Regions from separate parts of the Mus musculus genome. Here regions 2, 3, 4, 5, 6 and 7 are each linked to region 1. A link is a contact called in public HiChIP or PLAC-seq, Micro-C and promoter capture Hi-C data. All regions are on one chromosome and are shown on one strand. The core of a region is the stretch at or near the end of the contact, and the rest is flanking DNA. Distances in the headings are between cores, read along the strand shown. Region 1 holds the start of Strip2 (striatin interacting protein 2). Region 2 holds the start of 1700012C14Rik (RIKEN cDNA 1700012C14 gene). Region 3 holds the start of Tmem209 (transmembrane protein 209). Region 4 holds the start of Calu (calumenin). Region 5 holds the start of Impdh1 (inosine monophosphate dehydrogenase 1). Region 6 holds the start of Copg2 (coatomer protein complex, subunit gamma 2). Region 7 holds the start of Prrt4 (proline-rich transmembrane protein 4).

The links. Promoter capture Hi-C pulls out the DNA fragments that hold promoters and counts their contacts. Hi-C and Micro-C count contacts between places; a contact is called where the count stands out from the background. HiChIP or PLAC-seq counts read pairs in DNA pulled down with a chosen protein or histone mark. Capture Hi-C pulls out chosen DNA fragments and counts their contacts.
Region 2: a promoter capture Hi-C map of pre-B cells shows a contact between it and region 1, with 4 times the contacts expected there. The contact joins the promoter of 1700012C14Rik here to the promoter of Strip2 in region 1. A contact is called at or near these places in 4 of 39 promoter capture datasets (fetal liver, liver and pre-B cells) and 1 of 9 other capture datasets (adipose tissue).
Region 3: a contact with region 1 is called in a promoter capture Hi-C map of liver, with 5 times the contacts expected there. The contact joins the promoter of Tmem209 here to the promoter of Strip2 in region 1. A contact is called at or near these places in 3 of 39 promoter capture datasets (liver and pre-B cells) and 1 of 115 datasets of contacts at active chromatin or transcription factors (memory CD8 T cells).
Region 4: a contact with region 1 is called in a promoter capture Hi-C map of neural stem cells. The contact joins the promoter of Calu here to the promoter of Strip2 in region 1. A contact is called at or near these places in 1 of 39 promoter capture datasets (neural stem cells) and 1 of 115 datasets of contacts at active chromatin or transcription factors (bone marrow-derived macrophages).
Region 5: a Micro-C map of embryonic stem cells shows a contact between it and region 1, with 4 times the contacts expected there. The contact joins the promoter of Impdh1 here to the promoter of Strip2 in region 1. A contact is called at or near these places in 3 of 39 promoter capture datasets (hippocampal neurons, liver and stem cell-derived epiblast-like cells) and 1 of 484 Hi-C or Micro-C datasets (embryonic stem cells).
Region 6: a contact with region 1 is called in a promoter capture Hi-C map of liver, with 4 times the contacts expected there. The contact joins the promoter of Copg2 here to the promoter of Strip2 in region 1. A contact is called at or near these places in 5 of 39 promoter capture datasets (hematopoietic stem and progenitor cells, hippocampal neurons, liver and 1 more) and 1 of 9 other capture datasets (liver).
Region 7: an H3K4me3 HiChIP or PLAC-seq map of embryonic stem cells shows a contact between it and region 1, with 8 read pairs. The contact joins the promoter of Prrt4 here to the promoter of Strip2 in region 1. A contact is called at or near these places in 2 of 115 datasets of contacts at active chromatin or transcription factors (embryonic stem cells and pancreatic cancer cells).

The regions. Positions count from the first base shown.
Region 1 is chr6:29,914,787-29,918,362 of GRCm38.p6, forward strand. Strip2 (striatin interacting protein 2) reads left to right here and starts at 2,227. Exons shown (of 21, transcript NM_177204.3): 1 at 2,227-2,444. The coding sequence starts at 2,289.
Region 2 is chr6:30,459,084-30,462,423 of GRCm38.p6, forward strand. It overlaps 1700012C14Rik (RIKEN cDNA 1700012C14 gene), which reads left to right and starts at 1,902. Exons shown (of 2, transcript NR_131049.1): 1 at 1,902-2,046.
Region 3 is chr6:30,507,756-30,511,313 of GRCm38.p6, forward strand. Tmem209 (transmembrane protein 209) reads right to left here and starts at 2,028. Exons shown (of 15, transcript NM_178625.4): 1 at 1,930-2,028; 2 at 911-1,047; 3 at 699-757. The coding sequence starts at 1,932. It also overlaps a transcript of Ssmem1 not described here.
Region 4 is chr6:29,346,511-29,350,144 of GRCm38.p6, forward strand. It overlaps Calu (calumenin), which reads left to right and starts at 1,596. Exons shown (of 7, transcript NM_007594.4): 1 at 1,596-1,698.
Region 5 is chr6:29,214,409-29,217,781 of GRCm38.p6, forward strand. Impdh1 (inosine monophosphate dehydrogenase 1) reads right to left here and starts at 1,956. Exons shown (of 15, transcript NM_001302933.1): 1 at 1,664-1,956. The coding sequence starts at 1,833.
Region 6 is chr6:30,894,983-30,898,516 of GRCm38.p6, forward strand. Copg2 (coatomer protein complex, subunit gamma 2) reads right to left here and starts at 1,812. Exons shown (of 24, transcript NM_017478.3): 1 at 1,679-1,812; 2 at 560-612. The coding sequence starts at 1,715. It overlaps Tsga13 (testis specific gene A13), which reads right to left. Exons shown (of 8, transcript NM_054073.2): 8 at 1,999-2,261. The coding sequence ends at 2,092.
Region 7 is chr6:29,177,223-29,180,974 of GRCm38.p6, forward strand. Prrt4 (proline-rich transmembrane protein 4) reads right to left here and starts at 2,362. Exons shown (of 5, transcript NM_001101443.1): 1 at 2,235-2,362; 2 at 1-609. The coding sequence starts at 546.

The DNA.
Region 1 (3,576 bases), core at 977-3,476:
AAAATCACAATGAAGCTTGACCCTACGAAGAAGCTTACATCCACAGTGGCGTAGGAGTGGGACTGGAAGACTGGTGAAATGTTGGGGACCATGAAAAGTACCCAGAAATCTCCAAAGAATATGGTCTTGGTTGATGTCCTCCTTCCCCCTATCACCTGCCAACTAGCAGAAAGGTAAAGAAGAAAAAAGTTGAGGGCCTGGGGAAATGGCTCAGTCATTAAAACCACAAATTGCTCTTGCAGAGGAGCTGAGATGGTGGCTCCCAACCATCTGTAACTCGAGTCCCAGGACATCTTCCCTCTTCTAGCCTCCATGGGCACCAGGAAGCATTTGCTGCACAGACAAAAGACTCATATGCATAAATAATATATTTTTTTAAAGAAATGGGGTTAAGATCTGTACAAAGTCTCATGTCTGTAGTTCCAGTACTCAGGAGGATGAAGGAGGGTTACCATGGCTAGGCTACATAGTTCTAGGCTATTCTGAGCTACAATGTGAAACCATGTCTAAAAAAGAATGGAATTATTCCTAAGAAAAGGAGAAATAATTCCATTGGTTGAGAAGAATACAGTACTAGAATTTGGGATCCCAGCAAAGTTGGTTTGATAGCAACATACCTAATACAGTTAGGAGGATCAAAAAAAAAAAAAAATGTAGAGAAGTAGGAGTCATCTTAAAGATCAGTAGCTGTGCTGGCTGGTTTTGTGCAAACCTGACACCAGAAAGAGTCATTTTGGAAGAGGGAATTTCCATTGAGGAAAAACACCCCAGCAGTCTGACCTGTGTGTGCGCAAGTTTATGGGGCATTTTCTTGGCTGATGGTTGATGTGGAAGGGCCTGGCTCACTGTAAGCAGTTGTATTAAAAAGCGAGGAGGGACAAGCCAGAAAGCACAGTTCCTGCTTCCCTAGGTAATGAGCTGTAGGCTATCAGATGAAACAAACCCTCTCTTACCCAAGTTACTTTTGGTCATGGATTTTTATCACAGCAATTGAAACGCCAAGACTGAAGTAAACCAAGTGAACGGAAGTTTCTTCTATAGAGCAGCATACTTACCACACTGAGACAAGACTTAATGTAATCCTTGGGTGTTCTCTGTGCTTCAGAATTTCCTCATCAATAAAAACTGGATTCGTAAAAAATAACCTGTCCGGAAGAGGTGTGGTACCAAGAAAACACATACAACGCTTGGCACAGTCCCAACTCAATGATCCTTTCACTGTCTTAAAGTCATGGGTTACCATAGCGATTTGGTCCCTCCCATTCCCTTCATCCATTGTCAAGCCAGACCTGCCAATATATTTAAATTGTATTCGGGAGAGAGCCGAATCCACAGCCTTCAACTACCCGGTTACCTTCTGGTTACTTTTAGCTCTTAGGGCGTAGGATTTTTTTTTCTTTTCAATTTAAATATTTATTTGTTTGTATATGGGAATCGGGGAGGACACCAGGAGCATGTGTGGAGGTCTGGTGTCAAAGGACAACTTTTGGCTGTTCATTCTCTCCTTCCACCAAGTGAGGACCCGGGGATCGAACTCAACATCTTAGACTTAGATTAGGATTGTTTTAGAAATGGGAAGGAAAGAGCAGCGGGTGAGGGTGGGAGCTTGCCATCTATTCGCACCAAAAAGAAGGCGCCCACACAGCTAGGGACAAATGACAGGGAGCAGCCCTCAGGGATTTCAGTTAGGTCCCTCCCCGCAACTCTCATTCTCTCCTCCAAGAGTTCTCTTCCGAAAGCTTCCTGAGAGGGTAAGTTTATGGTGTGGTGGCTCAGGTTATCCTGAAGGCCAAGCCCTTTCTGCGACAAAGCGGGATGTCACAGGCGTGCAGCAGCCTGGATGAGGGGGTCCGGGTCTAGTACCGCCGAAACGTAGGCACTTTGGACCAGGGATGGACTAGGGCTCTCAGGAAAAGGCTGCTATGTGGGACAGGAACAGCACTGAAAAGAGCATGCAGCACGGAGCTAAGCCGCCTTGCGCTCAGGGTTCAGAATTCGAATCGTGGAGCTGGACGTGGAGTCTACTAGTCCCAGGCTACCAGCAACTGAGCAGTAAAAATGCCGGGGGTCCATGGGGAAAATATTCCTTGAAAGAGCCCCCGCCTCTGGATGGCTGATTAGCCAATCGCATCTCGGGGCGGGGCCTCGGAGAGTAGTTACAGCCAATCGGAGTTCAGGGGGCGGGGCCTGGTCCCGGGCGCGCGCTGTGGCGGGGTCGCCCTGGGCAGAGATCTTGGAGCTACGGTAGGGAGCCGCTGAGGCGAACCGCTGAAGGGAACCTTCCCAGCATGGACGACCCCGCGGCACCGGGGCCCGCCGGCTCTCCTGCTAATGACAACGGCAACGGGAACGGCAATGGGAACGGGAACGGCAACGGCGGCAAAGGGAAGCCGGCCGTGCCCAAGGGCAGGGAAACGTTCCGCAACCAGCGGCGGGAGTCGGAGGTGAGGAACCCGGAGGTATCCGCCAGCGGGAAGCGGCGGCTGAGGTGGAGCGGCCCTCAGCCCGGTCCCTTCCCGCTGCGGGTCGCCCGCTTTCTTGCCTTGGCCTGCGGTTTTCCTAACCGGCGCGAAGAGCGTAACAGATACTTTCCAGATACTTGACAGCTGCCGCCCGGTGAAGCCGGAATTTGGATCCCGGTGTACCGATGGGGAACCAGCGCATAGAGGTGCAGGGACTGGACGGAGGGGCGGGAGCCCGAGCTCTGCCGCGGGAGGGGAGGGTGGGCTGGCGGGCAGCACGCCCTCCCTCTTCACACTGCAGCAACTGGCACTGGACTGGACCAGACCAGCCTGGAGCACCAGCCTTCCCCTTGCTATATCTCCTGCCCTCGGGTGATGGCGGTGGCTTAGGGAGCGCCTTCCGCGAACAGCTCGCCCCTTTTCTAGGAGGGTTGAAAGACAGGATTCAAGCTGGGATAGGACCAGGGCGACGTTTGAGAGTAGCAGTCCCAGGATGCAGCTAATGGGATGGCTATTTAAATATCTTCCACCTTTTCTTAGGAAAAAAACAAAACCAAAACCAAAAAAAACTAACTTGGGACATGGAAAGGAATGAATTATTATTATTCCCCTACATTTTATCTAGCCATATTCCATCTATCAACCAAGAGCAAAACTGCATACAAGCAGGGACTCAGGGGGAACGAAATGTATGTGGAAGGGGATGTGAAGGTCATCTGGTTTAGCCTTTATTTGATTCGATTTCATCTGGATTTAATTATTTGAGACAGCCCATGGCAACGTCTATTGACAACTTGCCCTGGCTGGGCTTGAACTCACTGTGTAACTGAGGAGAGCTTTGATCCTCCTGCCTCTGTTTTTCAGGTGTTAGGATTACAAAATATGCTACCACAGTGAGCCTAACCTTTCATTTTACTACGTAGAAGCCACGGAGTTGGGGGGATGTGGCTCAGTGATGGAGTGCTTGTGTAGCTTACACAAGACTCTAAATTGATCCCCAGCAGCAGAAAAGGGGTCTGGTCATCTAGAGACAAAAGGTAAAAGAGATAAAACCAACTCTCCTGAGATCAGACACTTGGCTGACAGTGAATGGCCAAAACCACCAAGTTTCAGT
Region 2 (3,340 bases), core at 652-3,151, 540 kb after region 1:
CAGGAGACCCTGCAGATTAGCCATATTCTGATTCACCAAGGTTGGGACAGCCCAGCCTGACACACAGAAATGAGGTCTCTCGGCTCGGCTCAGGCAGCAGCCAGGCAGGCGGGAAGGGCCTGTCCAGTTTGGCTCCTCAGCCCAGCTCTAGGGTTGGTGAAGAGAGGACACAGACAGCGGCACACGCTGGCCACTTACTATTCTTGGCACTCAACACCAAGCCAGGATCCTCACAGCGGTTGCATCTGTGAAATACATCAAGTGTCAGTGTGTGTCACCTCAGAAGGGACGGGCAGATCAGTTCATCTTTTATGAACCATCTCACTAAAGCTACCAAGAGTCTGGGCCTCAGAAGGTTCTAAGACTGCAAGGCCCACTTTCTCTCCCTGCAGGGTAGCAGAGCCATATCTGCCACGTGCTGCAGTCAGGCGTCACTCTGTCCACTTTCTGCTTAGCTAATTTGTGCTGGAGCCGGCGTGGTGGTGCACCCTCGTTTTTTCATCCCAGCATTTCGGCGGAGGCAGGTGGACCTGTGAGTTTGAGGCTAGCCTGGTCTATATACACTGAGTTTCAGGCCAACCAGGGCTTCTTAAAACAAAATCAGAAACCAAACAAAAACATTGTGTTGGGATGCGGGAGGATAAGCCAAGGGCCACCAAAGTGTTCTTGCCAAGGGAGTTACCAGCTCTCCCAATGCCAGAGGAAGGGTCTCCTTGGTAAGAACTCTCACTGCACCGATAAAGGACCAGACCCTTCCCCAGGTGGGCGGGGCTCCGCGGAGCCGCAGTGCAGCACGATGAAGCCTGTGCCTGGGACGGGAAGCTGCTCTGGAAGCGAGCGCCAAGTCCCCCAGGTGCCACCGCCAGTCACTTGTCCCGGCAAAGCTCCCAGTGTCCACATAGATGCGGAGCCAGGTCAGGATTTTTCGAATGTAAAATGGCCTCGTGCTTCGCGGAGAAGCTGCCCAGGGTGGGTTCTCTGCCGCCCCCTGGCGAGCAGCGCTGGTCCTGGTCGTGGGCACCGCGACTAGCAGCGGCCGGTGCCCACGCTAACTGTGCATCTAGTGGGTACGCAACCGGCTGGGATGCCACCGGGGCACAACCTTGTATTCAGGCTGATAGCACCCGGAGGCAGGGCTTCTACCCAGCAAACCGGTTAGAGGAATCAGGTACTGAGAATAGAGTACTTTAGCTCAAGGCTCAGAGGAGCACAAAGAGCTAGAAAGCTTTTCAGGGACAGCACCCACCACCTCCTGGTGGCTTCTGGAAGGGGAGGAAGCCTACGAAAGAAACCAGAAAAACTGCAGGAGACTTGGAAAGTTAGGGCGAGGAGAGGCGGTGCTCAGAAGGCACTGATATATAATCGCGCTCCAAGGCAGTTAGTTGGGAAATTTTAAGTTCGAGGCTACGACAATGATCTTTTTGGTAAATAGGGTGAGGCCACTTTGGCCAGGGCACTCAAGAGTACATATACAGAGCAAGGCCTGGCCTTCAGCTCCCATCTCTTTATCCTGGGGTGGGGAGCCAACCTGAGCACAGCAGTCACCCTGGGGCAGCACCTCCAGAGGATGCACTGGAGGCCAAACTCTGGCCTTGAGGGAGACAGGTCCACTTGGAATTAGGACGGGGTACCACGGGTGTAGGACCTTCTCCACTAAAGCTTCGCAGGATGAGGATCCTCCCTCCCTCCCTGCCTTCCACAGCCCAGTGTGGCAAGAGGGGCCTAGGGCTGCGGGGGAGAGAACCACTCCAAACCGGAATGATCTGGTTTAAGGCAAGCTGATTCTCCCTCCGCTCTCCCCCGCCCTCCCTTCTCCTCCTGCGACAGGCTGCTTTTTGTCGCAGTCCCCTGACCAAGGTAAACAGGAGGGAGGAAAGAAAGCTCTGTTTCCATGGCAACCTAGAGGGCGGTCGATTTGGCTCTCTCGGAAGTGCTTGTATGAAGGGGAAAAGAGGCCTCACTGGAAAAGCAACAGGGAGGAAAGATCCTAGCCGCGTTCCTGATGGGGGTTATTCTGGAAGGTGATGTGGGCCTGGAGTAGGAGAGGTGAGGGGCCTGGCACCCTCAAGTGAGGTGGCAGATGGAGCCCGGGACCTGGATACTCCAGGGGCTGGATTCACACCAGAAATGCCACCATCAACCTGGGAAGTATCAAACAGGTGCCAGAGCTCTCCGGGCACATGCTTAAACCCTCACGCCTTGCTAGCCCAGTCCAGAAAAGCTTCCATGGCCGCTCGCTCTGCTAAGCCACGGGGATAAGCCCGGCTCAGTCACCAGGATGAGACTCAGGGCCAAAGACAGGTTCTGTCTGAAAGACTCCCCACCCAGTTCTTGGAGAGTGAGCTAAGAGAGCGCTCCTCCCCTGAGAGTAAGGCTCCAGCATCCTTTCTCCTCCAGACTGGCCCAGCTCCTGTGTGGCACCATGAGAAGAACAGAGTAACCCCAGCATGGGTTGATGGGTGTGGGTCACCATCTCCTGAAGGAGGAGGACTGTCCTGTCACTCTTCAGAGGTCAGCTGAAGTCCTCACTAACCAGATAATTACCACACACTGAGACTTTTCTGAGGAGCACCCTGAGAGGGCCAGTAGCCTCTCAGGGTTCCTATCAGCGTCCTCATAAACTCCTTCTGTCCCGGCTTGGGGAAGATAAGGCAGCTTGCCTTGTCTTTAGCTATCATCTGAATAGCCCGGCCAGGAGAAAAAAGACAGAAGCTATGGGTTGGTCTTCTTCTGACCCCAGGGACGCAGCAGTAGAGACAGGGACTATGTGGAATCTGTATGAGGTATCTTGGTTTCCTCAGGCCACACGGTGACTCCTGGCAGTGAGGCTTCCAAGATTTGGAAATCCCAGCTCCGGAGCCTTTCCCTGGAGCCAGTGGAAGCACCTGATCTGTCGGGGGGGGGGGGGCTGGGGGGGGGGGAGATACCTTTCAGACCAGAACAAGGCAACAGATGGACGCGTTTTCCTTGTAAGATGCCCAGAAAGGCCACATCTCAGCTCTTTCCATGGCGTGGGGATTCCAAAGCTACCTGACCTTGGTGTCTTGCCACGATGCTCCCTTTAGTCCAGCCATGGTGCCGCTCCTTGGATGATGAAGTGTGTTGTTGGGGGCCTTGGCACCAGTGGCTCGCTCTTCCTCCTGCGTTTCTGTGGGTCTGTCCTCCATCTCCGGTTCTCTATTCAAATATCATCTCAGTGAGGAAGAGTCAAAGCTAGGGTCCCACTAGGAAGACTCCAAGGCCTTTGCCCTGACCCTTCTACCGGCTCTGTCCCCTTCCCATCTCCCCCATGGTCATAGAGTTTACTGCCTGTTTGTTCCACCATCAGGAGGACAGGAGC
Region 3 (3,558 bases), core at 778-3,277, 590 kb after region 1:
GTCATAGTGCTCTTAACCTCTGAGTCATCTCTCTATTCCTGGATGATAGAAACCCCTTCACCCCAAGACAGGCTTTCTCTGTATAGACCAGGCTGACTTTAAACTCAGAGATCTATCTGCCTCTGCCTCCTGAACGCTGTGATTAAAGGTGTGTGCTACCACTTCCAGGCTCTCCAGGGCTCTTTATATCCCAAGGATGACTCTGATGTAATCCTGAAGCAGAGGGTTTTCAGGTGTGGCAAAGGTGAACCTTACCCCCCTCCCATGCTTTATTTTTCGTGGTAGGACTCCTAACTTCCCAACTCGGTATTGTTTATAGCTTTGACCTTAGAGAGGTGGTCTCAGGTGCCAGGCTGGCCTCCATGTCTGATTCCTTCTCCCTCCCAAGTACCGGGACTAGATATTCTGCCATACCTGGCTTCTATTTTGGTGTGTTTTTGTTGTTGTTTGTTTTTGAGACAGGGTTCTGCAATTTATCCCAGGCTGGCCTCAGACTTGAAGTAATCCTTCTGACTCAGCCTCCTACTAGAATGTTCTTTCCATAAAAGGGGTTACCTCGTTCCTTCACTAGACTCATGACTTTGGGAAACTGAGTAAGAACTCATTTGTCTGAATAAAAGAATGAATACTAAGCTGAATTAAATTTACAAGCAAGTTTTCATATGTAGTAAATCTAAATTATAGTGGAAATTACTTACCGATATACCAGAGGGGCCAGTATGTCACATTATAATATGTACTGATTAACTTTCCAGTCCTGAAAAGATTAGAAAGGCTTTCCAGTTATTTAAATAAATAAATAACACGCCCACCACAAACCAACCAAACACTTAAAACCAAAACAAATATAAAAAGCCACAGTGCCAGCCAACAATAGTTAAAATTTTCACTTATGGGCTGATTAACTTACATTTCAGTATATATCATTCCAGCCATGGATACATTTAGGAGTCCCCAAGCTAAAACCACTTTCCTAGTTTCTGTTTCTTTTCTCATCTTGATGGTTCTGTCAATAAGGGAAGGATTGGGGCTTACGTCTCCTTGCATCTATTCAAAGGCAAAACAAAAAACAAAAAAACAAAACAGCCTGAAATGAAAAGAAACTACTCTTAAGAAATCAAAAATGTCTGTTGTAAAGTAACTGCTCCCCCCCCCAACTTTTCTCTTCTTTAAAATTTCTCCCCAACTTTCCCCTTTAATATTAGTATATGAAACTTTAATATTAGTATACACAACCCTGAAATATCTTCTTAGGTACCACAGAAAAATCAGCAGGGAACTTGCTGGTTATTTCAGAGAAGCTAATGGTTCCAATAAATTAAAATGTTTTGCTACATAATGTAATGGTTTGTTATTAAGTTCGCAAAGAGTTCTTTTGTCTCTGCTTCGAGTTACTACATCTAGATGAAGAGACACCAGATATCAACTTTTGTCATTACTGTGTCAGACCCTAACCTTGACCATGGAGTGATACAGGCTTAGCATCTCCTTTTGGTGATGAAATTGTAAAGCTTTTCTCACGGGGTGGACGGGTACTATTCACGTGAAGAGTCAAGAGAGAGACGGGAACGGGAACACGTGCGTTCAGTTTGGGTTACTAAAACTGTCATCTCCTTTGTCTCGCTAGGCTCAGCTCTGCAATCACTGAGAGGGCAGCTCCCGGGAGTCATATTCTAGAGCACATTAGCATCCTTCCCGCCTTCCTGCCCCGCGCCAAAACTCTCCTCGGAGAGCTTCCCTCCCTGGCTACCTCAGTACGAGCTTTATAATTATCCTTCATGTGTCTTTCTTCCCTTGCACTACAAGTGGCAAGATTCCTAGCTACATCATCCCCTGGCTGAACCTCAGGCACAACTTTAGGTTTGGAACTCTGAGGGAACAGCACGGACTCCATGTCCAGGAAGCACAAGACAACCCCCCCAAACGCACCATGTTCTTCAGCAGGAAGCCGTGGACTCGCGCCACTCCCTACTGCACATGCGCAGAGGCAAGACTAAGGCGGCGGCGGCGGGCAAGCCGGGCTACAGTTACCGGAAGAACCGGGCCCTCTCTTCTCGCGAGAGGGAGAGGGGTGGGGCAGAAGGACCCGAGCCGCGATCGTTGCCAGGGGAACGCCCTCGGATTTGTGCCTCCTACTTAGCTGCAGGAAAAGGCTGAGCTGCAAAATTCAGACCAGATTCTGAACACTTAGTAAAAAGTAATGATTGTAGCAAGCTGAAGTTTGGATATTACTAATTGTAGCTTTATCTAGGGCCCCCTACGGCTAATTGGTAGGATACAAGCATGCCTGATGTGTTAGACACACTCAGCAATGACAAAGCATTTTTCCTCTTTTGAAGTGTTTTCTCCCTCAATTGGTTTGACCCAATGTAAATTCTCAAATATCCACCTTATGAGGATGCAGCATTAGGAAGAAAAACTGGAACGTTCTATTGAAGTTAGTGGTGGTTTTGGGGTTAAAAACAAACAAACAAACAAAACCCCACCTTTGCCCTGAATGTTCTTTGAAAGAACTGAGAAAAGAGTCACCAGGGAGGTGAGTGGTTTTCCTTAGTAGCTAGTGCAAGTTCTGACAATACGCCATGTGTGGAGTACGAGGCAGGGATGGGGGCTTGGCTTCCTGGCTATTGTTCTAAAGAGCTTTGCCTGTGTCCTGCAGGTGAGGACAGGGAAGCAAGTCCAACTCTGGAAGAGCTTTCTTGGGAGTGGCAGCACTGGCCCAACTAGTGGCCAGCGTAGCCAGTGCCTGGAGAAGTGTGCCAGCCAGGCCTTGGTACATACATGCCTTTAATCCCAGCAATCGAGAGGCGGGGGCAAGTGCCTCTGGAGTTCCAAAGCTAGCCATAATGACATTGTCTCAAGATAGTAACTAAATATCAAGATTAAACAGAAGAAAATGAAGTTTCATTGTGGTAGTGCATAGTGTATGCTCTTAAAGAGCTAATAGGTTTTTAGGTTTTTTTTAAAATCATGTTTATATTGTCTTAGTACAATGTTTGGATCTGGACATAGATTTGGAGATGAACTAACTTGACAATTGTTCCAAGAGAACAGGTTCAATTCTGTCAGTATACAGTCAAATCCAAAATGACAGCTCATTTCTCCACATGTAAGTCTATCTAAAAAGGCCCAAAGATTTATTTATTATTGTACATAAGTACAATGTAGCTGTCTTCTGACACACCAGGAGAGGACGTCGGATCTCAGTATAGGTGGTTGTGAGCCACCATGCAGTTGCTGGGATTTGAACTTAGGACCCTCAGAAGAGTAGTCAGTGCTCCTACTTGCTGAGCCATCTCACCAGCCCTTGGTGTGGTTTCTCTCTGTCTCTCTGTCTCTCTGTCTTTCTGTCTCTCCCTCCCTCTCCCTCTCCCTCTCTCTCCCGCTCCCTCCCTCTCTATCTCTTGCTCTTTTTTTGTTTTTTTTCGAGGCAGAGTTTCTCTGTATAGCCCAGGCTGTCCTGGAACTCACTTTTAGACCAGGTTGGCCTCGAACACAGAAATCCTCCTGCCTCTGCCTCCCGAGTGCTGGGATCAAAGGCGTGCGCTACCACGCCCG
Region 4 (3,634 bases), core at 346-2,845, 570 kb before region 1:
TCATGGTCACTCACATTTGGCTCCATAATAAACTTTCTTTGAGATGAGAGTTGTATTTTGAGTTGGTGGTTTGGATGTTCCAAACAGTAATTGCACACTTTCCTTGTCTTAGGGCAAACTGATTTGCTTTATTGTCTTTCATGAACTTAGTCTTTGTTTTGACTGGACTTAAATTCTAGAGGCTTTGCTATTCATTTCATACATGTTGAAAATAAAGTAGCTCTCAGGCTGGTGAGATGGCTCAGTGGGTAAGAGCACCCGACTGCTCTTCCGAAGGTCCAGAGTTCAAATCCCAGCAACCACATGGTGGCTCACAATCATCCATAACAAGATCTGACTCCCTCTTCTGGAGTGTCTGAAGACAGCTACAGTGTATTTACATATAATAATAAATAAATCTTTAAAAAAAAGAAAGAAAATAAAGTAGCTCTCAATGAATACATGTTTTAATTTCATGGCATTGAGTAGGTGATGGGTTTACTAAGGTTATATAGTTCAGTGGTAGAATGGACAACTAGAATCCTGCACAGAGTCTGGGTTCAAACTCTCCTGTCCCCCGCCCCTCCAAACAAACAAACAAAAAAACAAATTGCTAATTTCCTATGTTTCTTTTAAATCAGGGGCCTTCAACGCAACGGGTTTCTTCCATTCAGTTTCTTCTATTCAGTTCACTTAGTATTGCTGAGAATTTCCTTGGACCTGGGCTGTAAGCTGGGAGCTCCTGATGTGTAAGTCAGGCAGATCTTATTTTGGCACTTGGTCTAATCGAAGACATAAGGACAAGCACCGTTATTAAACAATATCTGGCTGCGTACTGAAAATGCAAACTGCCAGGAAAGCACATGCGTATTATCTGTTTACTGACCAGGAAAGATTCCTAAAACTAACACCTTAACTGAGCACTGGCAACTTCACGACTACAGCTTCCCCTAAGACATTCCAGGATGACAACCTGTTTCATGACTGATGGCTTTCAGTAGCTGAAAAATCGAGAAAACATACTTCAGGCAGAGGAAGCCGCTTTGTGGACAAAGACCACATGGGTGTAAAATGTAAGGCTGTAAGGCTGTTAGGGGAGGCCGGGATCATGATGGTTTAGGCAGAGATGCGAAAGAGCATGGTGGGTGAGAATCGAAGCTGAAAGGTGCGTGTTGGCGGGGCGGAGAGCTGCTCAGTAGATCTGACTCTAGAGCCAGAAGTTGGGCTCATTCGCAGTGGGTGGTGACGTTACAGCGGGACTATTCCGGCCCCAGGGGCTTGGAGGCAGGAAGAAAGCCATCGGAATTACACTAGAAGCCTAGGGAATCAGGGTTGCCTGCCGTAAATGAGGTCGTTGCGGTCAGTGGGCCAAGGTCAGCGAGCCGCGCCCACACACCCAAGAGCAAGGAGCTGGGACTCAGAGTCCCCACGGGCTGGGCAACCCGAGCTGGGCGGGAATCCGGTCCACGCAACTCGGCGCGCTCGCGGGGACGTGGCGATTTCCAGCCAATCCCGGCCACGCGATTGTGAGACCAATGGCCGTACGAAGAAGCCATACGTCAGCAGTGATCGTGCCGGGGATTGGTGTGAAGACCCCCGACAAGTCGGATGGGGGCGGGGCCATTAACCACTTCCGGTTGGGCGGTGCTTGTGCGCGGGAGCTCACTCCCTGGGTGAGCCGCAGCCACGGTATCCTGCGGCGTGGAGCTCCCGGGAAAGGTAAGTTCTGTGGTGCTGGGTGGGTCCTGGTTCGCTCTTATTCTGTCCGTCGGCCCTGTTCCCCATTCGTAGTGGGTGTCCTCACTCCGGTCTCAGTGCACCGGGATGGGCCCGAGGCTCCACTCTGGCCCTCAGAGTGCGGTCCCCGACTTGCTGTCCCGCAGCTCTGCGGAAAGGGTTGTAGCTCCCGGGCCCTGCGCCCTCCTGGGCACCGTTTTTGTGCCTGGTTTCGCGCGTCCTTGATCTCCTCCCCGGGTTCCTCCACTCAGTGTCCCTGGGACTAGAGGGTCACTTTTGTTTGTTTCCTGAAGGTCGGAGAGAATTGGGTAGAGAGTTTTAGTATCCGCTCCCTGCCACCTCGCCGGACTCTTGGGAGCTGCCACCCCGCCCCAAGGCCACATCCCGAGAATTGAGTTGCAAGTGCCAAGAAAGAAAGTGTTAGCTGTCTTACAGGGTGTAGGAACATGGAGAACAAAACGATTGAAAACATAATGTCATTATTTTTAAAACTTCTTGTTAATTAGAAAAGAACGTCGCAGTTTTCTATGTTTGGCTGGATATTGTCATTAATGGAAATAGTTTTCACGTGTTAATTAGGGAGTTAATTACCTTTAAGTAATCACGGGTTTTTTGCTTGTCATTCCCAAGTGTTCTGATTTTTGATATGCTGTATACAGAAGTGAGCTTAATTTTAATTCGCGATAGTTGCTGTAATTAAGAGTGGTTTGCATTTTGTAAAGTTCCTTTTGCATGAGTGGGAAAGATCAGTGGATCTGCTAAGACTTTTGGTTCTTTGATCGAAATTCCTAAGCGTTCAAAGCCTTGGAACAGGGTTTTTTAAGAATTGCATTCACTTCCTGTCATGAACCATCAAGTCAGCATTAATAAGTTGGGAATGATAGCGCTCCAGTTTAATTTAACATGAAGGTAGAGTGACCTGGAGTGGCTGATAATTATTCTTTGCTATACCTGAAAGCTGACCCAGGAGAAGTATATATTTGACCTCATTCAGTTAGATTTAAGTATCGAGCAATAGTCACTGCTAAAGAACTTGTGTTCTTCTGTCCAAATGTGGGACCAGAGAGAACCTATTACTTGTGTGTAAGATACCTATTACTATTACTATGTCTGTCTGGTCCGACTATGAGTTTGGCAGTGTTTCAGGGGTCTCCAACAGGATATTTTGAAGATTCAAAAGGAATCATGAGCTCATAAAAAATATAAAGTATGTGTGTATTCTTCTCAATGTCATTCTCAATCATGGTTGGGCGCCATTCATATAGTGATATGTTAATTGATGTGTTATATCATTGCTTCAGTACAGGAGACTAATATGTTAGTATTAGCTTAATTTTTTTTTGTAACATAGATGTGCCAGGGATGTTTCCGGAATAGCCAGGAATAGTCATGGGAAATGCTTGATTAAGATCCTGGATTCTTTCTAAGTTCGAGGCCAGCCTGGTCTACAGAGTGAGTTCCAGGACAGCCAGGGCTATACAGAGAAACCCTGTCTCAAAAACCCAAAAAAAAAAAAAAAAAAAAAAAAATAATAATAATAATAATCCTGGATTCTCTCTGGGCGTGGTGGTGCACGCCTTTAATCCCCAGCACTTGGGAGGCAGAAGCAGGCGAATCTCTGAGTTCGAGGCCAGCCTGGTCTACAGAGTGAGTTCCAGCACAGCCAGGGCTACACAGAGAAACTCTGTCTCGAAAAACCAAAAAAAAAAAAAGGATCCTGGATTCTTTCTATATAAACTTGGTTTTTTTCCTCTGTGGCTTTGATGTTGTTTTGCATGTGAGAAAGTCTCACTGGTATCCTTGGCTGACCTGGAACTCATTATATAGAGCAGACTGGCCCCAAACTCACAGGAGATCAGCCCATCTCTACCTCCTGTATACTGAGAAGATTAAAGGGATGCACCACCACACCCAGCTT
Region 5 (3,373 bases), core at 706-3,205, 700 kb before region 1:
ATCCATCCCCCTGGCTTCCCCCCTCCCTCTTCCTGCAATTCCCCAGCTGCTTCCTCCACAGGGAGGAGACACCAGGCAACCAGTGGGCCTCTTTAACGCAAGGAAGGGCAGCTGGTCCCCTGAGACTCCCCTCCTCACAGCTTCAAGGGCAGGGGGCAGGCCTAAGGCAGCTGCTCAGGGGAATAGGGGAATAGTGTCCACCAGGGCACTAAAGTTCAGGCAAGCAGTCCAGAGGACTCTATCTGATCTGAGGTTGTTTAGAGGAACAAGATTTCAAAACAACACTTTTAGGGGGGAAAAGGTAAAGACAACATTAGCATTGTTATGCCGGGATAAATAGGCAGGGCTCACCCAAGTTCAAGCCAGAGAGACCAGTAATGCTGCTGGACTGAAGCCTAGGGCTTCTCAGAGAACCCTTGCCTTTTCCTACACCTTCATTCAGGTTGGTGGAGGCAGATAGAGGTCTTAGCTGGCAGGTTTTGGATTTTATACTGGCCTGGCTGGGGTCCAAGTTTACACAGGCCATTCTGAGCCTAAGTGGGGGGCGGGAAGTGTGGGGTTGGCACTGTCCCTTTGATGCAGCAGTACATCTGAAAAAGAGATGCACCTGCCTGAACTCTGAGATTCTACAGTCCTAGTTTCCTTCGAGCTCACAAGTACCGTGGCCCGCTTCCTCCCATATAGTGGCACCTCTCTAAAACCCCAAGCCCTCCAAACTAGATTTCTATTATAGAAAAACGGATGGCAGGTTGCTTAAGCCTAAGTCAGTTCTAAAGAGACAGCCAGCAACGGCAGGAGGGGCTGGGCTTCGTAGCCCCAAAAGCCGTTAAAAGTTCTTACATAAGCGGCCAAACCCTGGGCAGAAGAACTACCTGGCTAATTCCCCAGACCACCCTCCCCTCAAAACCCAGCTGCCAGATCACCTCCCCAAGCTGCTGAGCACCAGCAGATGGGGTAGAGAAAGAAGTCCAAATCCCCTGGACCGGAAGGACAGTAGGATTGCATTTCAAACTGCGATACAATCCAGAGATTAGCCGCTGTCTCTTTTTTCAGCTCGTTCCCTTGAGGCCCAGTTCACTGCCCCAACTCTTTCTCCAGGGACCCTCATTCATTGCCTTTCAGACCCCCTGCATTGGGGTACAAGTCTTTCCAAGGAGTGAACAGCAGCCGCCTCACTGGATCTCAGTGCCTGGTGAGAAAGTGCAAGTACCTTCCCCTAGTCCTAGGGAGACACTCAATCCGGACACCCACACCTATTGAATACATTCTAGGAAGAAGAAAGCTGAGGAGAAAGCGCCGTTGGACCGGGACTCCAACAAGCACTTTTTGTACCCCAGAGGTCGGAGCCACTTGTACCAAGCGTCGCTGAGTGTGTAGTATAGGTCGGATCTTAGATAAAATGTTAGGGAGCGATATTACAACCTGCGCCCTCTCTCCAGCTCCCCGGAGTAACGCGGCACTGAACTGTTTGCACAGTGCCCGCCTGCATCCGCCAGCCAAGAGTCAGGTGTATGACAGTCTAACTGCGTCTGGGGAAGTGCAATGGCAGTAGAGGGGACCTGCCTCTGGCCTCCCCCGCAGCGCTACCCGGTCTCCCGGCGTTGCCGCGCCCTTCTCTGCCGCCCGCCCCGGATGCGCCCGCGCGCCTTGCCCTGGGCGTCACCTCTCCGGCTCGTAGCCGGCCTGCAGCAGGCGGGCGCTGTACCGCTGCGCCGCGGTCTCATGTCCCGGGTGTTGCCGGGCTCCGGGCTCTGGAGCGGCAGCCGCTCCACCTCCCTGCAGCAGCGGCGAGAGCAGCCCGGACTCCGGTGGGGGTGAGAGCGGTTCCTCCATGCCATGCGGAGGCCGCAGCTCTAGGCGGCGGGAGCCTCTCCGCGTGGAGGCTCCCGAACCGGCGTAGGCAATAAGAGCCCCAGTCCGCTCCCGGAGGGAGCGGGGTAGTGGGCGGGGTCTACTGGAAGGGGCGGGGCTGGTTGTTGGGAGGCGGGGCTCTGGAAGAGCTGGTTTGGGGTCCTGGAGTCCATAGGGCTCCGCCCTTGGCACTACGCTCTGTTCCGCCCCCATGAGACGCCACTCAGGCTGAAAAGTAAGCAGATGAGCAGATGGTGAGGTGGAGCGAGGTTTGTGTTCTTCAAGGACCCAACTGAAGAGGACCCTCCGCTGTACCCTGTGTCGTGCACCTTCGAGTTTCTCCTGGTTTCATCTGAGGAAAAGGAGCGCAAACACCAGGGTAATGAACTATTATTGCATGGCCTCTTGGAGTGCTTCCAGTCCTGGGCAAGAGAGGTGGGACACTCCAGCAAGCCCTACCTATTCAACAACCCTCACCATTTCTTTATACTGCTACCCAGGGAAGACAAACAGGCTACTAGCTCCTGAAGGAAAAGACCCTAGTCTTGCCCTGCTTATAGTCTTCCTTTACAGGGAAGTAGGGCTGAGCACACACGCACTAACTCGCATTTGCTCATCTGCTGCCTAGAAAACACTTTCTATTTCAGCTTTGTTACTATTGTCAGCTTTCATAAAGCAACTCTCTGGGAAAGCAAGAAGAGTTACTGCCTTCGGGCAATTTGTTCGAGGAGGCCGAGTAGATAGAAAACAAACAACTGACAATTCTTACACTGAATACTTTTTTTTTTTTTTTAACATCTGACGATCTCAGGAATAAATAATAGACGCTTGGTGATCTGGGGCTGTTAAGATGGCTCAGTGATTAAGAGCACGGGTTGCTTTTCCATAGGACCCTGGTTCAATTCCTAGCACCCATATGGCAGCTTACAACTGTCAGGTTGTAACAGGTGATTCGTTGCCTTCTTCTGGGTTCTACAGGCACTGCATGAACATGCTGCACAGATATACATGTAGAAAGACACCTACACACATAAAATAAATAAAGTTGGATGATCTGCTGGCACTAAGATCCATTTCAAGAACCCAAAATTATGGTCTTTGTGTTGGCTAGTTTGATGTCAACTTGACAGAAGTTAACTCTGCCCTTGGTACCAGACTCTGTCGTGGGCACACACCCCTCCCCCCATCTGAACCAAGTAAATGTCAATTGAGAAAATGATAAAATGACTAAGATCAGGCTGTAGAGCATTTGCTTAGTGGTTGGGAGGCCCCAGCCTACTGTGGGTGGTGCCATCCCTGGGCAGGTGGTCCTGGGTTCTATAAGAAAGTAAGCTGAGCAAGCCATGAAGATCATGGCACCTCCCCATGGCCTCTGCATCAGTCAGTTTCTGCTTCCAGATTCCAGCCCTGTGCCGGGCGTGGTGGCGCACGCCTTTAATCCCAGCACTCGGGAGGCAGAGGCAGGCGGATTTCTGAGTTCAAGGCCAGCCTGGTCTACAAAGTGAGCTCCAGGACAGCCAGG
Region 6 (3,534 bases), core at 562-3,061, 980 kb after region 1:
ATATCAAATCATCTTTAGTAGCATTAACAATATGTTAGTACAATATCCAAGTAATGCAGGTTGTCTATGCTCTCAAGGTAGTATGACGTACAATAAATTACCAGACATTATCTGCTTTCCTGGCTATATTTTATTCCTTTAGGTTGACAACTTCAACTTTAAAGACTTGACCAGAGTCTCTGTCTACATATGAATGCCTCGAGTTTAATATCTGTAAGCTCTTCTAATAACCTTGCACTTACCACTCCTGACATGTCATTAAAATCCCCCAGCACACGACAGAGTCTATATGTCTGTACGTTTCTATAGTCCCAGCCTCTCCCTTGTCCTCTACTCCACAATCTCTGCACTGCTACACTCCGTTGTCACTTTTAATATAGAAATAAAAAAGGGATTTCTAGTTTTGATCAAATGTGGGGGAAGACCGATATTCAGACTGTCAGGTGGGTCTACGGTCCTTCACTGTTTTTTTGGCTGTCCTGACTTTTGTACTTCCTAGGTTCTTTGCCCATTATTCTCAAACAGAATTGATAAGGCACTGTACACATCCAAGCCATACCTCCTGCAAGACAGCACTCTTCTCCAAATGCTGGAAAGGATTGGAACCACTACCTATAGTATAAGAAAAAGAGAAGGTCTTCAATAGCTGGACTACAAAGACTTTTCTAAAGGAGGATATTGCATGCTTGGAAATCTCACCTAAACAGAATGATCCCTTGGAAGTCACAAGGACAACTATTACTAATATGCAAAGAAGTTGGATGAAGTAATTTTGATTCTGGTTCAAATTCTGTCATTGCCATACTGAGATATCTTGGACTTCTCCTGATATAGGAACCCTATCCAAAATGAGTGCCTTCATTCCCTGCTTCCCCCTCCCCCATCCCATGGATGTTAACAAATGTGTCGGTTTCCACCACCACCAAGAGTAATGAGATGACAGGACACTATGGATTTCCCTAAAAGCAAGCCCTATTTTATGTGTTTCACACATTTACTGAAGCAGAAAGGAACAGTTTCGCAGAGAGTCACAGATGTAAAGGCCATGCAGGATGAGGCCATGAAGGTCCACTAACCCAACCTTCCACCACACTTGTGAGAGCAGCTACCACTGAAGAGCTGAAGATTTTTTTTTTTTTTTTTGAAGAGGCTTGGCATCTTCCCCACTTGCACTGCACCACAGACAGGTATCAACACGCAAGTCACTTCTGGATGCCTGAGCATTCAATGAGCTGTGTCCCACCGGGCAGTCTTAACCCCTGGGAACAGGAGAATCAAGGCCCTTCAGAGTCCATAAACACGCAACCCTGGCCCGGTCGACCCCAGCTCCCAAAACAGGGGGTGCTCGCCCTGGGGCCTAACCCCACCAGCAACCCCAGGGTACCGAGACTTGCGCGCGCACCTCCTCGCCCCCCGACAGGGCCCCACGGAGGGCCGGCTCGGAGGGGCTCGATCGGGGGGCGGGCGCGGGGGGCGGGGACGCGCCGGGGCGGAGCCGCCGAGCGCTCGAGGCGACTCCCGGCCAGGAGCGCGCGGCCCGAGGGGAGGCCCCGGCGCCGGGGGAGGGGCTTCGGGCAGACCCCGCCGCTGCGGCCGCCCCCCAGAGCAGGTGGCTGCGGGCGAGGGAAGGGGGGAAACCCTTGCGCCTGAGAGTGGGCGTCCGGAGCGCCGCGCGTACCAGACTCCTCGTCCTTCTTGTCGAATTTTTTAATCATCTTGGACGGCTTCCCAGCGCCCAGACCCACCGCAACCGTCCCAGGCGCCGCAGCCGGCGAGCGGAAGACGCTGCAGGAAGGCAGGCCCTGGGTTCTCGCACCGGTTGGGCCGGCGGGCCGTCACTCGGGGCCAAGGCCCGCCCCCCTCGGGCCTCCGCGGCCGCCCTTGCCCCCTAGGGACGCAGGCACGCCCCCTGCTCCGCCCACTGCCGCACGGGGGCGTGGCCAGAATCTGCCCGGAGGCTCACCACGCCCCGCTTCACAAACTCTGCAAGCCAGGTCTGAGACAACAAACAGGGAACTTTATTTGGTTAGTGACTTCTCCAGGCCCCCTCAGTTCTTGGAGAGTGAGGAGTGGGGCTTTAAGTCTTTGTCTTCACCAAATGACAGCCGCATCTTTGACAATCCACTGCTGGGCCCTTCCATGGCGAAAGAAGCTCTCCCCTGGCACACTTCTTGTAGGCTTCTCTTCTAGGAGCTTTGAAAATGTCAGGGGTTCCCAAAATACTTGCGAAGTTGGTGTTTCACTCTCTGACTTCATGGAAACTACGACAAAGCATAGGACACGTTGAATGTGCGACTCTGAGAGCACTAGAAGCGTACTAAAAGGAAGGCGTGATGTGATCCATTTGAGGAGACCGAAAAGCTGGTCTTAATTTAACTTTCCAAGAGGGTAGATTTGGGGACTGCCATTCCCAACTTCTTATGATTCCTTCTTCACCCAAACCAGTGTAGTTTTCTTGGCTTTCACCATTTTCAAATGATTCAATCTGCATAACACTCAAGTAATTTAAGGGATACTCATGTGTCTCAGTGCTTTTCCAAATGTTTTCTCTTTTTTTTTTTTTTTTTTTGTCCTCGTCTCAGAGTATGAAAAACACGCTTTTAATGCCTTGGGCATCGAAGACATCACATTTCTAGAAGGTCTTTCCAGCTTCACCTGTTCTTAGGGCGTTGACTACTTTAAGATCTTAATGACAGTCCTTCCTCCGTTGAGGGCGTGGTTTGCCTCTTGGGCAACCTTCTAACCAAACTTGACAACTTCTACTCAGATCTCTCTCTCTCTCTCTCTCTCTCTCTCTCCCTCTCTCTCTCTCTCTCTCTCTCTCTCTCTCACACACACACACACACACACACACACACACACAAATGATAGGGCATCATTTGGGGGACAGAGATGTTAGCTTAGAAATGGCACCACTAGTAAAACACCCTGGCAGCTTTGTTATTGTTGAGGAAATGCACCATAACTGTCTGTTCATTTTAGGTACAAAAGTAAAGCACTCATATTTGGAGAGGGCATATGTAGTCGCCATAAATGACACTAGAGCTGAAGGCTGACATATTACTTTATACATGAAGATCTATCTCATCCTGACAGGGCTTAGAAAAGGTCCTACCTAGATTATGCTACATACCCTTAAGAAAAATTTCAAACTGGGCATGATAGCACACACGCTTTTAATCCCAGAAGGCAGATCTCTGAGTTCAAGACCAGCCTGGTCTACACAGCAAATTCCAGAACAGCCAGGGCTATACAGAGAAACCTTGTCTTGAAAAAACAAAAAGAAAAAGAAAAAATTCCCATCATATATAGATTCCGCTGAATAATGTGCCCAAACCTTAGTAATGGTGCCACTTAAAATGTTACTCCATCCCGATTAAAAATACTATGCTAGGGACTGGAGAGATGGCCCAGTAATTAAGAGAATTTATTGCTCTTGCAGAGGACCTGAGTTCAATTCCCAGCACTCACGTGGTGGCTGACAAACCATCAGTAACTCTAGTTCCAGGTGATCCGATGCCCTCTCCTCTGATC
Region 7 (3,752 bases), core at 1,112-3,611, 740 kb before region 1:
TACATCAAACTTCAGCTCAAGCTCACTCTGATGAGGCCTGGGAGCACTGGTTGGAGGTGCTGTCGCTGTCAGAGCAGTGGCCCAGGTCACGGTGCCCATCCTAGGTTGAGAGTGAGCAGTGGGCCGCTTGGTGGGCCCTGAGAGGCGGGATGTGGATTCGGGAGGCAGGGAGGAAGCCCAGGGTGTAAAGCTGCCTTCAGCAGAGCCCCACTCTGGGAGGTAGTTCCCAGGGGACCCCACCAGCAGTTCCCAAAGGGGATCAGTCCTCAGATCGCCTTCCTCCTCTTCCTCAGACTCCTGGCCTAGTCCAGGAGAGAGAGGATGGGTCTCGGTGACAGGATTTCCCCAGACAGCAGCAGGTCCCCGGAGATGGAATTTGAAGTTTAGCCCCAGGTTGAGAGAGAGCATAGAGGCCTCACTCTGAGGTGGTGGGGTCAGAGTAGTAAGAGGGGCACCTGGTACAGAGGAAGCAGGCTGTGGACCCACAGGTACGGCAAGCAGGACCCAGCAGAACAGCCCCAGCTCCAGGCAGCTGCGGCCTGCCATGGCCCCACCTGGCTCAGCAACGCGGGTGGGCAGGGAGCTCACTTCTTCAGCAGCTCAGGGGTCCTAGAGGGAGAAGTGCTGGGAGTCAAGGCCTCCACCCGCCTCTTCCCGGATCAGATGCCCCAGGCAATGGCTCTAATCACAGAGAAGCAGGTGCAGGAACACAGGCAACGTGTTCTGCCTAAAAGAGGCATGGCAACTCTTCTTGCCAGCCCCCTCTCCACTACCTGCAGGCTCCAGGGCAAATCTCTTCCCTGCACACACTACCGCCATGCACACCCAGCCTTCCCACAAGGGGGCCTGATGTCTGACCAGAAGTCTGACTACAAGCAGGAGCCTCATCCTGAGCCAGAACAGAGGGAATCAACTTAACCTCCCAGAGGCAGATTCCCTCCCTCCTCACCCACCCCTCTACCCAGCTTTCTCCATCCCCCACCCCCCATCTCTCAAATATCTACTGAGGCCCACTGTATATCAAGCATCGTCCCAGTAATACAGTGGTAAAGAATGCAGACCCTTCCGGTTCGCTCCTGATCCCCACCTCCAGACCCAGCAAGAAACCACTGGTGCACAAGGCCCTCAGAAAGGGCAGGTCACAAGCCTGAGTGATCTGACCTGCAAGGCCATACAGCCAGCGAAGCAGGGTCCCGGGCCTAGCAGAGGCTCTCCGGAGCCTTTCCCCTCTTTCTAGGGGTTTGGCCTGCAGCTACCCTCCCCATGACCTCAGGAGTTTTTGAGGGAGGGACCATTAACCCTTTCTGGCTCCGTAGGAAAGGAGGTCAGGCAGGCAAGCTCGGTAAGGGGCAGCAGCTGCAGAAAGGCTACCCCCCTCCCCAGAACACATCTGGTGGGGGAAGGGAGAATGAACCAGGGACACACGTGCACCCAGTACCCTTACATCACACACACACACACACACAGCCGCACCTAGCACCCGTGACACACTCACCCACGCACCCTTCACACACTCCTGCACATATACACACTCCACCCTGATGCGCCCCTTTCCCTCCTACGTAGGCTCGCTCTCTCTCTCTCTCTCTCTCTCTCTCTCTCTCTCTCTCTCTCTCTCTCTCTCTCTCTGCATATGCAGTCAGCAACACACACAATCCTAACACACTGTACATATACACCACACACCATCATTTCTATCAACCCCATCTCACGCCCCTTACACACCCACCCCTCGCAGGCACACAAGCACACGCGCGTGCGCACACCACACTCCCGCTTCCCCAGTCCAGACCGACGGACCTGCTTCTCTCGCTCGGGCGAGTCCCCGGGGCCAACCCCCGGGAGAAGGGGCACCCTGGCTCAGGGGGCCCCAGCAGGGCAAGGCTCGGCGAGTCTAGCCTGTTCTCCGTTGCGCCCAAAGCCGGGACTCGAGCTCAGAGTCCCCGGATTCCCTTTGGCTTGCCGGGCGATCGCAGCAGCTGCCGGTCTGTCCCCGGCTGGGTCTGCGACCCGCAGCGCTCTTAGCAGGCGGCGGGCGGCCGGGCTGCGCTCGCGATCCGCACTCCGCTCCCTCCCCGCGGCGCCGCCTCCTGGCTGTGAGCCCGGCTCCCCGGCCCAGCGCCCGCGCCCGGGCCCCGCAGCTGCCGGGCTTCTTGCAGCCCTCCCCGCTGCCTCCCGCGCCCTCCCTCCTCTCCCTCCTCCTAGCCCGCCCGCTGTTCGCGGTCCGCCCCTACCCGGGCCGGCAGGCGGGCGCGCACATCAGCGCGGAGCCACGGCCACCTCGCTGCTCCGGCCCCACGCGCACTCATTCACCCAGCGCTGCCAATCAGCTGCGGGAGAGTCGGTGCCTCGTTCTCAGCCTGGCGCTGGCAGCCACAGGCTCGGAGGACAGCCCAACGCACACACCCACAAGCACGCCATTCCCGAGAAACACCCTCAGGCGAGGGCACTGGGCGCGCGCGCGCACACACACACATTCACACGCACACAAGTACGTGCACACATGCAACAGTAGTCTGGCATAGGTTAGTATCCCAAGCAATCAAAATCCACTCCGTTGAACCCTGGATAAAGACTTACTGCTCTCCCTTACAACAATGGGAACAAATGTGTTCCCATTTTAGAGATAGATAAGTCCCCAGAACTTATCAAATTGCTTAAGATTGCTCAGTTTGGCGGAGACTTGAACTCAGTCTTTCTGCTTGCCTTCTTCACCACCTGGTGGTTTGCAAACATACAACCACCGAGGAAGGCCTCCTACGCTTCTTCGCAGGCCAACTGCCAAATGTCAATCCCCATTCATAGCGTCTCCTTTTGCTAAAATCTCTCCAAAATACTCAGCTTCAGAAATATCTGTGGGAGAGAATAGTGAGACAAGCTGGTGTGCGAGGTGGATCACAATTTGTCTCCAATAAGACGTGGTAGAAGAACATAGAAACAAAGAAAGAGCACCCAGCCAGCCTCATGGCACTGCTAGCTAAGAGTACTGAGCAGTCGCTAAGCCTGCTGCACTATCTAAAGGCTGTATTGTTGACTGACAGGATTAAGTGTGGCTTGTTGGAGGCTGAGGCAGGCGGATTTCTGAGTTCGAGGCCATCCTGGTCTACAAAGTGAGTTCCAGGACAGCCAGGGTTATACAGAGAAACCCTGTCTCGAAAAAAAAAAAAAAAAAAAAAAAAAAGTGTGGCTTGTTTGTTAGTCTGGAGTCTCTAAATCCCTTCATGTTTTCTTTCTTCCAAAACGGTGAATTTGATAGAAACGTGCGTGCGGGCGCACATGCGGGCGCTCGCGCGCGCGCGCGCACACACACACACACACACACACACGGAGGGAGGGAGAGAGGGAGGGAGGGAAATGTCTTTAATTCTGTCACTTGGCAGGCAGAGGCAGAAAGATTGAAAGTTTGAGATCAGTCACACTCACAAATTGATACTCTCTCAAACAAACAAACAACTCCAACCAACCAACCAGACAGACAGAAAGGCTGACAGACCAAACTGCAAAAGACTTGCCCATTTTGCTGGGTGTGAAGACAAAAACCCAGCATCACCCTTCAGGTGGTAAAGGCAAAAGGATCCAAGTTCAAGACTGCTGTTGTTGGCCATGGAGGGATTTTTGAGGCCAGCTCAGGCTACCTGATAACCAGCCTCAGTAGACAGGTAGACAAAAGTGAGCTAGTCCTGCCCCAGAAAGCAGAGACATAGCATAATATTTTGGTCAGGGGAAGAGCAGGCAATGTGTTGCAATTCAGA